2 separate regions of the Ovis canadensis genome follow, and region 2 is linked to region 1. A link is a contact called in public Hi-C data. All regions are on one chromosome and are shown on one strand. Each heading gives the region's core, a stretch centred on a gene start, on an enhancer-like site or on the middle of the called end of the contact. The rest is flanking DNA. Distances are from core to core; before and after follow the strand shown. Region 1 holds the start of TTC19 (tetratricopeptide repeat domain 19). Region 2 overlaps SPECC1 (sperm antigen with calponin homology and coiled-coil domains 1).

Evidence for each region. Hi-C and Micro-C count contacts between places; a contact is called where the count stands out from the background.
Region 2: a contact with region 1 is called in a Hi-C map of fibroblasts, with 3 times the contacts expected there. The contact joins the enhancer-like site here to the promoter of TTC19 in region 1. A contact is called at or near these places in 2 of 2 Hi-C or Micro-C datasets (fibroblasts and lung).

What each region holds. Positions count from the first base shown.
Region 1 is chr11:41,910,079-41,912,997 of ARS-UI_OviCan_v2, forward strand. It overlaps TTC19 (tetratricopeptide repeat domain 19), which reads right to left and starts at 1,356. Exons shown (of 10, transcript XM_069603434.1): 1 at 792-1,356; 2 at 600-712. The coding sequence starts at 960. ZSWIM7 (zinc finger SWIM-type containing 7) reads left to right here and starts at 1,057. Exons shown (of 5, transcript XM_069603442.1): 1 at 1,057-1,209. The coding sequence starts at 1,119.
Region 2 is chr11:42,005,381-42,008,380 of ARS-UI_OviCan_v2, forward strand. SPECC1 (sperm antigen with calponin homology and coiled-coil domains 1) reads right to left here. Exons shown (of 15, transcript XM_069603445.1): 8 at 14-159. Among named protein-coding and RNA genes, the nearest start is that of ADORA2B, 64 kb to the left of the region's middle. Within about 2 kb of position 1,466, the one cell type or tissue checked has open chromatin away from gene starts, as enhancers often do. A contact at or near this core is called in fibroblasts, where this site is marked.

The sequences.
Region 1 (2,919 bases), core at 106-2,605:
GCTGATTTACATTTAAATGATCCAGTTGCTGTCAAGCCTGGATGGCAGGGGGCAACAGGGCAGACAAGACTGCAGGCTGTGGCAGCGTGGCCAGGGCGACAGGAGGAGACACCGAAGAGGCGACAGGTTCGAGATTTTGGATTTGGTGGCAAAATACAAAAATTCGTTGCTGGATTCTTGGTATATGGGAGGTGGTACGTAGGTACCACACAAGTTCTCAGAATGGGGCAGACTACAGAAAAGAAGAGGTACTGAGGGAAGGGGTCGGAGGGGTGCCTAAGACCACAGGTTCGTTTGGGTCAGCTGAAGCCTCAAATAGAGTTGGCATGCGGGCCGCACCTGCCGTGTGCGGGCACTCGGGTGGACGCGTTGGGCATGAGGCGGCGGTCAGCGCAAAGGAGGAGACCCGGCACCCCGGGAAGAGGGGAAAACGTTCAGGAAGAAGAGGCCCGCCTCGCTCCCCTCAGCCTGTGCGCACTTCTCCCCGCGCTCGCAACCTCGCAACCGGCAGCGCCGCCTCCACCTGCGCCCGACGCACGGACCCCACGACTCCGTCCACCCGGGTCCCCGTAGTCGAGGGACGCGCTGCAGCCCCTCACCTTGGCTCGCTTCAGCAGCTGGATGATCTCGGCTTCGGCGTCCCCGGCTGCAGCCCCGCCCGCGCCCCGTCGCTCCTGCTCCGCCGCCGCGGGCCTCGAGGACCAGGCGAGCGCTGCAGGAAGGGGCACTGAGGTCACCGTGCTCAGCCCAACCAGCCCGGCCCGCCCGGCCCGCCGGCCTGCACCCCTCACCTGCCAGCAGCGGCAGTAGGCCCGAGCCTCGGCCGCGCGGCGCCCCTCGGCACGGCGGCGCCCGAACTCCCGGCGGCCCGGGCAGCAGGCACACCGGGTAGCAGCGGCCCCGCCGTTCCGCCACCCGCAACAGACCTCCGGCCAGGCCCACAGCCAGACGCCGGTACATGGCCCCCAGAGCGTCCTCTGCGCACTGCGGCCACGGGCTCCGGAAGTCCCGCCCCTGGCGCCGAACGCCCGCCGACTGGCCGGACCGCCCGCATGCGCCGGGACGCAAGTCTACGTCACCTCGCCTTCCTCCCCTGCCCCGGAGAACGCGGGACCGCCATGGCGGCTCCGACTGGGCCTCTCACGCTACCAGCTGTGGTGGAGGAGCTGCTGAGCGAGATGGCGGCGGCTGTGCGGGACGGCGCGCCGAGTATGGGCGGGGGCGCGGGAAGCAGCGCCGGCGGGACGGGGTTCGGGGGTCCGGGCCCACTGGGGAGGTCTCCGCCCTCTTAACTCGCCTGTAGCCCTTCCTTCCCGCGGTCTGTGTTTGTTCCAAACGGTTCCCCTCCTGACCTCTGTGCACGAGTGACTGTTTCAGGGCCCCAGATGCAGGACTTGAGGGGTCTGGACGCTGTGGCTGTGCCTTTATTCCTCTGACCAGCAGAGGACGCTCTGTGACCAGACTCCCCTGGCCGCAAGCGCACGGGGCCAGAGCGCGTCCCCGTTAGAGCTGGCGCCACCGCCGCCATCTGAATGACCATCCAAAACATCGGTTAGGCTTCAGTGAACCTTGCTGGTTCACTTGGGCGGCGTTTGTTTGCAAAGGACCGCACTTTGAAAAGGATTTACCTTGACTTGTTTTTTAAAGAATTGAGAGGAGGAAGCCAACTTTTCTCATTTCAGTTAAATCTAAAGCAGTACATGTGCTTAAAAGATGAGGCGAGCCAGGTATTCGAACATCCTCTAATCCCAAAAAGCTTGGGGGAGAAACCAGTCTGTTGACAGCTCAAACATTGGTTGCCAGAAAGGGTTGTGTGTGAAGAGCACAGTGTGAGAGTCTTGAAGGGGGCGCCCCTGAGGCTTGGGGCTCATAGAGACTACTATCACCGATTCACGTTTTTCAGAGCCATTTTCTTCTAGTTAAAAATCTTTGTTCTTAGACAGTCATACACTCTTCCTGAGCCCCCTCCTTCGACGATAATTTTCTTTAGATCAGTATTCTGAGTTTACACTTATATGATGTAAAATATAGTCACAGCTGAGCCATGTAGTAAGTGATGACTACTTCTTTACTGTAACTTTTTGTTTCCTCTCAAAACTGTCATGATTGCATTTGTTTGGTTGTTTACTTTTCTATATGTTTATCCCTAATTCAATAACTTCCTTTTAGCTCAGATGGTAAGGAATCTGCCAGCAATGTAGGAGACCCAGGTTTGATCCCTGGGTCAGGAAGATCCCCTAGAGAAAGAAATGGCAACCCACTCCAGTAGTCCTGCCTGGAGAATTCCATGGACAGGAGCCTGGCGGGCTACAGTCCATAGGGTCGAAAAGAGTCAAACATGACTAAGTGGCTAACACAAACACACACACATCCATAATTCAACTTCAAACTCTTAGCAGTGTTCTGAATCCTCTACTCAAGATGCTGAGGTGTTTTGTCCATTTCATTTTCTTCTAGAGCTTCCAGGGTGCTCTCCTGAGATCTCCCCCACCATTACTGTCTAGGGAATTCCCTTTACCTACTTTGAGCCTTAATGTTTTGTATACTGTACAGTTTTCTTTTTCTCAGTTTACTGTCTTATTTTATAGAGCACATATTCTCCTGTCCTGAGACTTAATTGATAGTTTGGCTAGGTGTTATTGAATTATATGTTGGAAATATTTACTCAGACATCTTAAAGTAGTATTCTACTACCTTCCAACTTAAACTTACTTTCACAGTCTTATTTTAGCCCTCCTGCTTCATTCCCACTCCAGAGCCATCTGGTGCCACCAATTTCTGGAGGGGTTTTTTTTTTTTTAGGGAGTGAGTGTATTAGAGTCTGAAGTGCAAATCAGGTTGTTGCTTGGCTCTCCTATTGCTAACTTGTTTCAGTTTTCTCAGGTCTTGTAAATAATTTTTGAACATATCTTAGCTGTG
Region 2 (3,000 bases), core at 216-2,715, 95 kb after region 1:
AATGACACAATACCTGGTCGTCCCAAGTCAAATGACTTGATGAGGGACTTCACGGTGGTTGCAGACTCTGAAGGTGTTGGAGGAGTCCTGTTCATGTAGGTGCTGGGCCACCGGCCAGGAGCATCCGCCTCCGAGGGCTCGGGCTCTTCCTTCACTGGTCTGCACGGCAAAGAGTAAATCAGGTTGAAAAGCTGGAGGACGTACCCATTCGGGGAAGGACACAGATGAAAACAGCCAACGCAGAGAAGAATGAGTCTGGGAGGAGAAACCCAAACTGAAAATCCTAATCTCTGAATTAGCTTTGCATCTCCAGGAAATAACCACTCAATTTTTATCAAAGACATTTTCTCAGGAATGGCCAGAGACAGCATTTTTATATATGGAGTGACTTGATGTGAGCTCTAAATGAAAAGGATTTATGTCTACTCTGTAAACTATAAATATATAAAAAAACAACTGTTATTTATCATGAAATAGTTATCTTACTGTCCATGGTGGATACAACAGGTTGGTGAGTTGTATGAATTCCAATCCCCACCTGATGCACAGAGGCTGGAAAGATGACACCTCAGGAGCCCACCCCCTGCAGGGAAGATCTCAGATAAGGGCTTAGACCCTACTGGCCAGGAAGACTGGGCCAGATGTAGACTCCTGAGTTGTGGACGAGAGGCAGGGCACAGGGCATTCACTACGCTGAGACGGACGGAAGCAGAGACAAGGTGCTCCCGCTGCTGGAAACTGGTGGCAGCTTCGGACCGGGCCGGCAGCTTCCTGGTGTCAGGTTCCCATTCAGGGGAGGCAGCCACTCTCCTAGAAACCCAGCTGTGTGTGTGGTAACTTCCAGAGTTGTTTCTGGAGGCTAGGCCTGGGTCTGTTTCTCCAGAGGGGCCCCCAGCAATCCTGCAAGTCCCTTCTGCTTAAACCCACAAGGCTGCCATCTCCAGGAACATCAGAGTCCTGACTCACACATGAACCATCCCACCCCTAGCAACAGGAATGGTAACCATGCTCTGGAACAATATTGCAACTCCCTGTGGGGCAGTGGTTCTCCTGAGCTCTCCTGCACAATCGTGGCCAGTCTTCCCTGTGGTCTCCAAGCTGGAGCACAGACTCACGGACTGTCGTTTAGTTGCTCAGTCATGTCTGACTCTTTGTGACCCCATGGACTGTAGCCCGCCAGGCTCCCCTGTCCACGGGATTTCCCATGTAAGAATCTTGGAGTGGGTTGCCATTTCCTCCTCCAGGGGATCTTCCTGACCCAGGGATCAAACCCAGGTCTCCTGCATTGCAGGCAAACTCTTTACCGCTGAGCTACCAGGCAAGCCCCCAGACTCATGGAAGAGCCTCTTAAAGACAGACCGTCTGGGTCAATCTTCCTCATCCAGGGGATGTTAGCTTGTCACTTAACCTCCCTGTGCGTGAGCCAAGACACAGCCCAACTTCCGATTTCTAAATCACTGCTCTTTTTATTATATCAAATTGCTACAGCTGTTTTGCAAAAAGATGACTAATTTATGAGAATAGCTCAGAATACTTCTGGCAGCATATTTTAAAAAGGTCAATGGAAGTTTAAAATATTTATTTACTGATCTTTTTTGAAAGAAATCTGGCTACTTGGAAGCTTCCGTGGTTGAACTGACTTGTCTTTGATTCTCAAAGTTTCCTCCTGTTGCTCTGTAACGTGAGTAGGATAAATTTAGGAAAAACAGAACTTAAAACACACTTTAAATCACACTGCCCTACACTTTTGTATTTACCTTCTTTTGAGGTAAAATAAAAAAATCAGTTAACAAATGACTTTTCTGTGAAGTCAGTATCAGAGAGTCATGCACGGATGTGAGACTGGACCATAAAGAAGGCTGAGTGCTGAAGAATTGATGCTTTCGTATTGTGGTGTTGGAGAAGACTCTTGAGAGTCCCTTGGACTGCAAGGAGATCAAACCAGTCAGTCCTAAAGGAAATCAACTCTGAACGTTGATTGGAAAGACTGATGTTGAAGCTCCAATACTTTGACCACCTGATGCAAAGAGCCGACTCATTGGAAAAGACCTTGATGCTGGGAAAGATTGAGGGCAGGAAGAGAAGGGGACAACAGATGAGATGGTTGGATGGCATCACCAACTCAATGGACATGAGTTTGAGCAAGCTCTAGGAGATGGTGAAGGACAGGGAAGCCTGGAGTGCTGCAGCCCATGGGGTCACAAAGAGTTGGATATGACTGAGCAACGGAACAACATCATCAGGTGTTTCAGAAATTGGTAAGGTTTTTTGTTTTTTTTTTTTTTACATCAAATAGGGTTGGTTTTGGTTACCTTCCCTGTTTTGTCACATAGGACAAAATCAGATGGTGAACATGCAGAAAAAGTGCAATCAGGTTAGGTACAGGCAGAGGAAAACCTCTCATTTCTGTCCTGGCCATTCTCAGGAATGTGAGAAAGTGGGCACCTTCTTAGCCGTCTAGGTACATGATCTGCCTTCTCAGGGACTGGGGAGATTTAGGGCACCCGACAAAAGAAGGTTGTTTTAAAAAGCCCATGTTCATTTCACTCCTTGATAATTTAATAAGAATAAAATGGGGAATCCGACATTCTGCTGAGGTGTTCCCTTCAACTACTTAAGCTTCTATGTGATTCACAACATCAGATGATACAGGACTCGTTCCAAAGCCTAAGAGTAGCAAGGATGCTGGAACCACTTCCACCTCGCCTGCCTGCAGGGATGGTGGGCAACGCTCCGTACTTTGTCTGCTGGGCTGGGCCAGCAAGAAGTAGGGTGAGGAAACCCTGCAAGGAGTTTAAGTAGATTAGAGATGCTATGAGACTAAAGACCTACCCCATTATGTAACGGCTATGTGTGTGCATGTGTTTGCACATGTGTGCATGTGTGTGGGTATGTGCATGTGTGTGTCTTGGGAGCCACAAAGCAAAGCCTGAAATGAAGAATTACAGAACACAGTCATTAAGAATGCTGTTGATCTCATCAGCACTTTAATCTTAGGCA